Linked DNA regions of Ovis aries: region 2 is linked to region 1. A link is a contact called in public Hi-C data. All regions are on one chromosome and are shown on one strand. The core of a region is the stretch at or near the end of the contact, and the rest is flanking DNA. Distances in the headings are between cores, read along the strand shown. Region 1 holds the start of PURB (purine rich element binding protein B). Region 2 holds the start of OGDH (oxoglutarate dehydrogenase).

Region 1 (3,531 bases), core at 510-3,009:
AGACAAGACATGGGCCTTTGTCCAGGTTCTATGCAAAACCATTTAAAACTGGATCCAATTTGTTTCTGTCCCTGGTGGCTTCTTGAATTCTTATTTTGCCCTGTCTATGATTACGTAAAGTTGCATTCCTTTTCATGAAACTTGTACCCTCAGGACTGGGTAACTGCAAAGGCCTCTCTCTTCGCAAGAATTCCATGAAGATCTAGATCCAAAACGCTGATTTCAATGGAGGTGAAGGGATAGACACTGCAACAATGAGGTCTAGAAAGATCTTTAGACCAGGTTACCCAAATGTAACACAAATTGAGCTGTCATCAACGGGTCTGGGTAACTCGAGGTGTTCCTTGGCCAGCGTGCAGGATCTCTCCCATCCAGGGTTATCCCGATGGATTTAGGAATCTTAGCTGGGAAAGAAGAGAAGCTGAGACTTCTGCTCAGGTGAGGAGACACTGTTGTCCTCTCTTTGCAGGTTGCTGTCAATTCCTTGGAACTTTACCGCTTTTCTCTAATTGTCCTGACTGTTCTCTTATGGTTATTTCTCTTAATTAACTATATTATTTAAAATTGTTTTCCTCCTCCGGGGCCTCCCTTGCTTCCCCTCCACTAGCTCACTGGGGATGAATAGGAAGGGGAGCTCTCTAGCCAAGGAGACGGTGGTGGGGTGGGGAGGCCCGTAGGGGAGGAAGCCGCACGTTTCAATCCTCATCCACCTCCTCTCCCTCTGACTCGTCCCCGCCGCGTCGCTCATAAAGCTTATCCCTCTGCCGCTCCTGGATCTCTTTCATCTCATCCGCATACCGGCAAAACGCGCCCCCGAACTTGCCCCAGGCCTTGAAAGGGACCGTGATGGCGTTGCGGTAGGACGGCTTCACCTCGCTCACGCGCAGGAACACTCCGTACTTGTTACAGCCCACGTCGAAGAAGAAACGCTTGGAGTCCACCGTGATGGAAGTGCCTTCCGGGAGCTCCCCGTACAGGCCGCCCCCAGGGCCTCCGGCGCCGCCGCCCGGGCCACCCGCCAGCTCGTCGTCCTCGCCGCCGTAGTCGTCGATGAGCTTGGCCAACGCGTCGCGGAACTCTATGAGGCCCTGCGCGGGTAGCGCAATGGTCTGGCCGCTCTGCAGGCCGCCGGGTCCGGGGCCACCGCCGCCGCGGTTGACCGTCTGACGGATGCGCAGGAAGCGGCCGCGCTGGTTCTCCTTGAGGTCCAGGTAGTACTTGCGGTTCTCGCGCACCAGGAACTCGCTCTTGAGCGCGCGCCGCGGCCCACCGCCCTCCTCGGCGCCCGCCGCCGCCGCCACTTGCTCCGGGCTGCTGGGGCCCAGCTGCGCGTAATGCTCGATGAAGTCGCCCAGGTAGTCACGGAATTCGGCGGCCACCGCCATGGACAGCGTGAGGCGGCTCTTGGAGCCGCCCGCGCCCACCTCGGCGATCTTGAGGAAGCGGCCTTTGGCGTTCTGCTTCACATCTAGGTAGAAGCGTTTGTTCTGGATGTCCAGCCGCTTCGAGGCCAGCTCCTGCGTCTCCTGCTCGCCGCCGCCGCGGGACGCGGGCTGGAAGCCGCCGGGCCCGCCACCGCCGCGCTCGCTGCCGCTGTCGCCGTCCGCCATCTTCTCGGCCGCCGCCGCGCCCAGGCCGCCGCCCGCCGCCCGCCGCGCTCGCGCCCCTGCCCTCCGCCCTGCGGCTCGCTCTCCCGGGCCCCCCAGCCTCGCTCGCCGGCCCGCTCACGCGCGCCCGCTGTTCATCGCCGGCAGCCGCCGCCGCCGCCCCCCCATCGCCCCCGCGCCCCGCCCCGCCACTTCCGCCGGGCCAGCTTCCGGCGCGCGCCTCCGTGACGCCGCCCCGCCCCGCCCCCATGTCCTCGCTGCCGGAAGCGCCGCGCAAGGCGGCGGCTGCGGGGCGCAGGGCAGTGACGTCACGGGTCCGCGGGGATTTGGGGACCCTGGAGACCCGGGTGGGTAAACTGGGAAGGAACTCTGGAAGCTTACGGGCGACGGAAACAGTCTGCATCTTGTTTGTGGTGGTGGTTTTACAAGATAGCCGAAAGTGATTCAAATTACGCTTTATATAAATGCGGTTTATTCTAGGGAGATTACACCGGAGTACAGTTATTATTTATGAAAGAGGAATTGAAGGAAGGAAGATGTTGGGGATACTCCAAACTAACCTAATAGGATTGCTGTATAAGAATCCGTGAGTGATATTTAGCAAAATGACCGAGTTATAGTGAGTGCTCAATAAATACGTACTCTTAGTTCTTGGAATACCGTACATAGTGCCTGGAACATGCTTGGTAACATCATCACCGTCTCAACGGCGTAAGATAAAATGATGGCCTGAACTAAGTAGTGGTAGTGGGGATGGAGAGTTTAGGAAAGGAGTTAATTTTTATAAAACACGTATGTACAGGGACTGGTAACCATTTTACACGTTAACTTGGAAGAATACTTGTTCCATGTGTTACATTGTGTGGAGAAACAGGAATGGATTTAAAAAGTGAAAAATGGGACTTCTGGTGGTTTGGTGGCTGAGATTCCATGCTCCCAATATAAGGGGCTAGATCCCACATGTTTCAACCAAGAGTTCACTTGTAACTAAAGATCTCAATGCTGCAGCTAAGACCGGCAACAGCCAAATAAAGTGAAAATGAAAGTCGCTCAGTCGTGTCCTACTCTTTGCAACCCCATGGACTGTACAGTCCATAGAATTCTCCAGGCCAGAATACTGGAGTGGGTAGCTGTTCCCTTCTCTAGGAGATCTTCCCAACCCAGGGATTGAACCCAGGTCTCCCGCGTTGAAGGCGGCTTCTTTACCAATTGACCCACCAGGGAAGCCCAGCCTAATTAATAAATATTTAAAAAAAAAAAAAAAAGTAAAATGTGTATCTTTCGATGGGAGGAGGTGTGTGCTAAGAGTCATTCTGCCTGGGTCTGAATCCCATACTGGTTGTGAGGTTTTGGGTATGTCAATTAACTTCTTAAGCCTTAGTTGCATAACTCGTTAAATAGGAATAATAGTAACTATCTTGTGGAGTTGCTATAAGAATTAAGTGAGATAATGCACGTTAAGCACTTCACCTGGTACAGAAGAAGCACTCCCCACGTTTTCCCTCTTTTTTGGATGTGTCATGAGGGATATTAGTTCTCCAGCCTGGGTCCCCTATACTGGAAGTTCTGAGACCAAACCACTGGGGAGCCCCTCCCCAAGTGTTTAATCATCCTTTGTCCTGATTCATAAAAAAGACCCAAACAAACAAAATTAGAATAATACCTCTCAACAACACAGAAGAGTCCAGGGGAAAGCATCAAATTTGGGGTCTTGAACATTTCAGTCTTGGAGAGAATTTGGACATATGAAATCCCTAGGGAAGAAATAAACTCCTTCTCTAATTTCTTGCTAACCAAACCACTTTCTGCATAGGGGAGCCCAACACTCAGTTCATGTGAAGGACTCTCTTACCCATGTATTCATTCCTTATCAGTTCAGTTTTAATGTCAAATCCTGTTTAATGAGTTAGACACATTGCTTTAT
Region 2 (3,531 bases), core at 694-3,193, 170 kb before region 1:
CAGTCTAACTTTGTTCTCACAAGCACTTAAGTGTGTGTGTGTTCAGTCACTCAGTTGTATCCATCTCTTTGCAACCCTCTGGGATGCAGCCCGCCAGGTTTCTCTGTCTATGGGATTTTTCAGGCAAGAATCCTGGAGTGGGTTACCATTTCCTCCTCCAGGGGATCTTCCCGACCCAGGGATAGAACCAGAGGCTGCTGCATTGCAGGAGCAATAAGCTCATTCTTTACTAATGAGCCCCAGAGAAGCCCCTTACTTCCTACTTAAAAAACAAAAGAAGAAAAAAGAAAAACCCACCTCAACTTTGCCTTTCTGTTTTAGAAATGTGGGCTTACCAGGTGGCTCAGCTGGTAAAGAATCGGCCTGCAATGTGGTAGACCTGGGTTCGATCCCTGGGTTGGGAAGATGCCCTGGAGAAGGGAAAGGCTACCCACTCCAGTACTCTGGGGTGGAGAATTCCATGGATTGTATAGTCCATGGGGTCCCAAAGAGTCAGACACGACTAAGCAACTTCCACTTAAGAAATTTTGCTACAAGTCTGTATCATACTTGCCAGCAGGTGGCAAATTCTGTCTGAATTTCCGCCCAGATTCAGACACTTGTGTCCTCTATGGAGCTTTCAAGGTCAGATCCCTATGACCACATGACTGCCCTTTGTAACTCCAGTATCCCCGGCTATGCCACATGACACAATCCTTGCCTTCAAGTTAAGGGGAATAAACACGGAGGAACAATTCAAGACAGTGTGGAACAGCCTTTCCCTACTCTCCGTCATTTGGATGCCACCTTCCCATACTAGTATCTAGTTACTATAGTTTTAAAATGGACATTTTTATTACAAAAGAAAACATTTCAGCATTACAGTAAATCAGAAAACCTATTACTTGCCATATATCTCAAAGATAACCTATCACAAATCAGGAAGACCAAGTAACTTCTACGTATATTATTGTCCACCGAAAGTTGTGAGCCTAAGTTTTATCTTGGTCAGAAAAGGGAAGGAAGAAAAAGTGAAATTAAAGACACTTTAGCATTAAATTAGGTTTTTCCCTTGCTAATAAAGACTGAAGAACTGAAAGGACTTTCTCAGTATGTGATTGCTTACAACTTACCGTATTTCAACAAAATTGAGATTTTTGTCCTCCACATGTTGAAAATAGTGCTGTATCTACGATTGAGGTGAGGTTAAAGCGTCTGCCTGCAATGCCGGAGACCTGGGTTCGATACCTGGGTCGGGAAGATCCCCTGGAGAAGGAAATGGCAATCCACTCCAGTATTCTTGCCTGGAGAATGCCATGGGCGGAGGAGCCGGGTTGGCTACAGTCCACGGGGTCGCAAAGAGTCGGACACGACTGAACGACTTCACTCACTCAATAAATGTGGGTTCCCCCCCCCCGCTTTCTCAGCAGTAAGTAAAATAATCTCTAAAAGCGGATGACCACTTGGTATTTGATGAAATGGCATAATAAACCATCCTTGCACCAAGCGAAGGCTCCCGCGAGCCCGCTGCCTACTTTGGGAAAACCTAGTGTCAGCGTTAGGACTTCCTGGTTCTCATTCCGCGGGCCACTGCCTGCGGCGCCTCGAGCGCGCACTGCCGACCAAGGTTTGTTTCTGACATCACATACCAGGTCAGTTCTCCATCAAAGGACTCCTGACAGCCTACTGCAGGAGACAGTACTTAGCAACACGCAGACCCCCTTTCAGAACTGTCATGCAAGCCGGTCAGGACCCGACGTGCCAAAAGCAAGCCACAACCTCGGAGAAAACACTATTGCCCCAAGGCCGAGCCACAGGAGATGTGGGCGCGACTCTGTGACGTCAAGACTCCGCTCACGAGGTAGGGGCGGCCCCTCTCGTTTCCGGGCGGGGCGGCGTGCTGACGCCACACGCTGAGGCGGGGCCGAGAGTTTGGTGCCCCGGAGTGGGGTGTCGGCGCCTCATTCGGGTGGAGCTGAGCCGGAGACAGGTAGGCTTGCGCGGCGGCCGGGTCCAGCCGGATTTGGGAGGCTCCGCTCCGGTCAGGCAGGCGGCGAGGGTCTTGGCATGGGGCAAGGCCGCCGCGCCCTCGTTGTCGCCGCCGCCCCGGTGACAGGGAGTGGAGCTGGCTGGAGCGGGGCTGACTGGGGGAGGTGGGTGGGACGGAGCCTGACAGACGGATGTGGCAGCCAATGGTGCGGGGGGCGCCTCCTGGCGGGCGGAGATTGGCGGGTGCGGGCGTGCGCAGAGGTCGCGCGGGGCGCGGAGCGGCAAGCCATTGGCTGTGATGGGCAGGGGGGGGGTGGGCTGCGCGGCGGATGTGAGGGAACGGGCGCAGCGGCCGGGGTGACCCCCAAGGTCGAGGAGGCGTCACGTGGGAGTCGTCAGGCTGTGTCCTCTCCCCGCCTGGACGGCTGGAAGGGTGGCGCGCCCTTGACGAACCGGCTGTGATTTGTGGGCATTCGTTTTTCCCAGAGCGCGAAGACGCTGGTCGGCTTCTGTCCGGACTGACCCTTCGCCCCTGGGACGACCCCTTGAGGAACAGATTACTCTGCAGTACCCCTCTGTTTTCAGTGCCCATCGTACTAATCCTTCCTATGTTCCTTGGGGTGACGCCCTTGAGGAGCGGATTACCCCACAGTATCCTGTGTATTCAGTACCCCCATACCCATCCTCCCTGCGCTCTTCTTGGGTGAACCCTTGAGTGAATTACCCTCCAGCACTTAGTACCTCCACTATCCTCGGTTACCTTTACTGTACTCAGCACTCATCGTTCCCATTCTCTGTGCTCCTCTAATCCATTAACCCCTTAATGGATGGGTTACTCTGCTGCATGCCTGCTTAGTGCTCATATACTCAGGATCCCTCCATGCTTAGTACCCACAGTACCCATCCTCCTGTGAACTCTTTGGGGGCAACACCCTTAATGGGTAGACAAGCTTGCAGTACCCTACTGTAGTCAGTACGCTTCTTTCTTCCAGGGATATGGTAGTTCATGTTGAGATGAAGCGCGTTTCCTCGAGGAACACACTAGTGTACCTTTTCCGTTTCGCAAAGCTAGGTGATGTCAGTGTAAGTCGTGTACCGAAGCTTAGTAGAAAACTGGTGGCGAGACACTGAGTACAGACAAGAACTTGTTCTCTCTGCCCTTCACCCATAACCGAGGAGAGCTGACTCAGACCTGAGGTGTGAACTGTTTTGTCCTGGGGTTTCTCTTCTTTGTTTTACCGTACTTTGAAGCGGGGACTAGAGGCTGACTCCCAGGTTTACTGCTCTGAGCAGCTTTAGGATAAATGGCCTGGATGAAGTCTTGCTTGCACTGTGACAAGAGGTGCAGTAGTCAAACTGAAGTTTTTTTGTGCAAGACCCTCACGGTCTGAAAATGTATAGTACTATTCTAGCTTTGCAAATTAGCTGATCTTAGAAAGTTGAAGAAAGATTAGAGTATCCTGGTAAAATTTTGAAGAGCATTTTCCACATTTCAAGTACTTTTTTTTTTCCTTTTAACAGCTTTATTGAGATATGATTCATGTACCATACTGTTCACTCTTT

The links. Hi-C and Micro-C count contacts between places; a contact is called where the count stands out from the background.
Region 2: a Hi-C map of liver shows a contact between it and region 1, with 3 times the contacts expected there. The contact joins the promoter of OGDH here to the promoter of PURB in region 1. A contact is called at or near these places in 7 of 16 Hi-C or Micro-C datasets (blood, hypothalamus, liver and 4 more).

What each region holds. Positions count from the first base shown.
Region 1 is chr4:78,333,940-78,337,470 of ARS-UI_Ramb_v3.0, reverse strand. It overlaps PURB (purine rich element binding protein B), which reads right to left and starts at 1,759. Exons shown (of 1, transcript XM_004008260.6): 1 at 1-1,759. The coding sequence starts at 1,610. The coding sequence ends at 696.
Region 2 is chr4:78,499,427-78,502,957 of ARS-UI_Ramb_v3.0, reverse strand. OGDH (oxoglutarate dehydrogenase) reads left to right here and starts at 1,943. Exons shown (of 24, transcript XM_012176965.4): 1 at 1,943-1,969.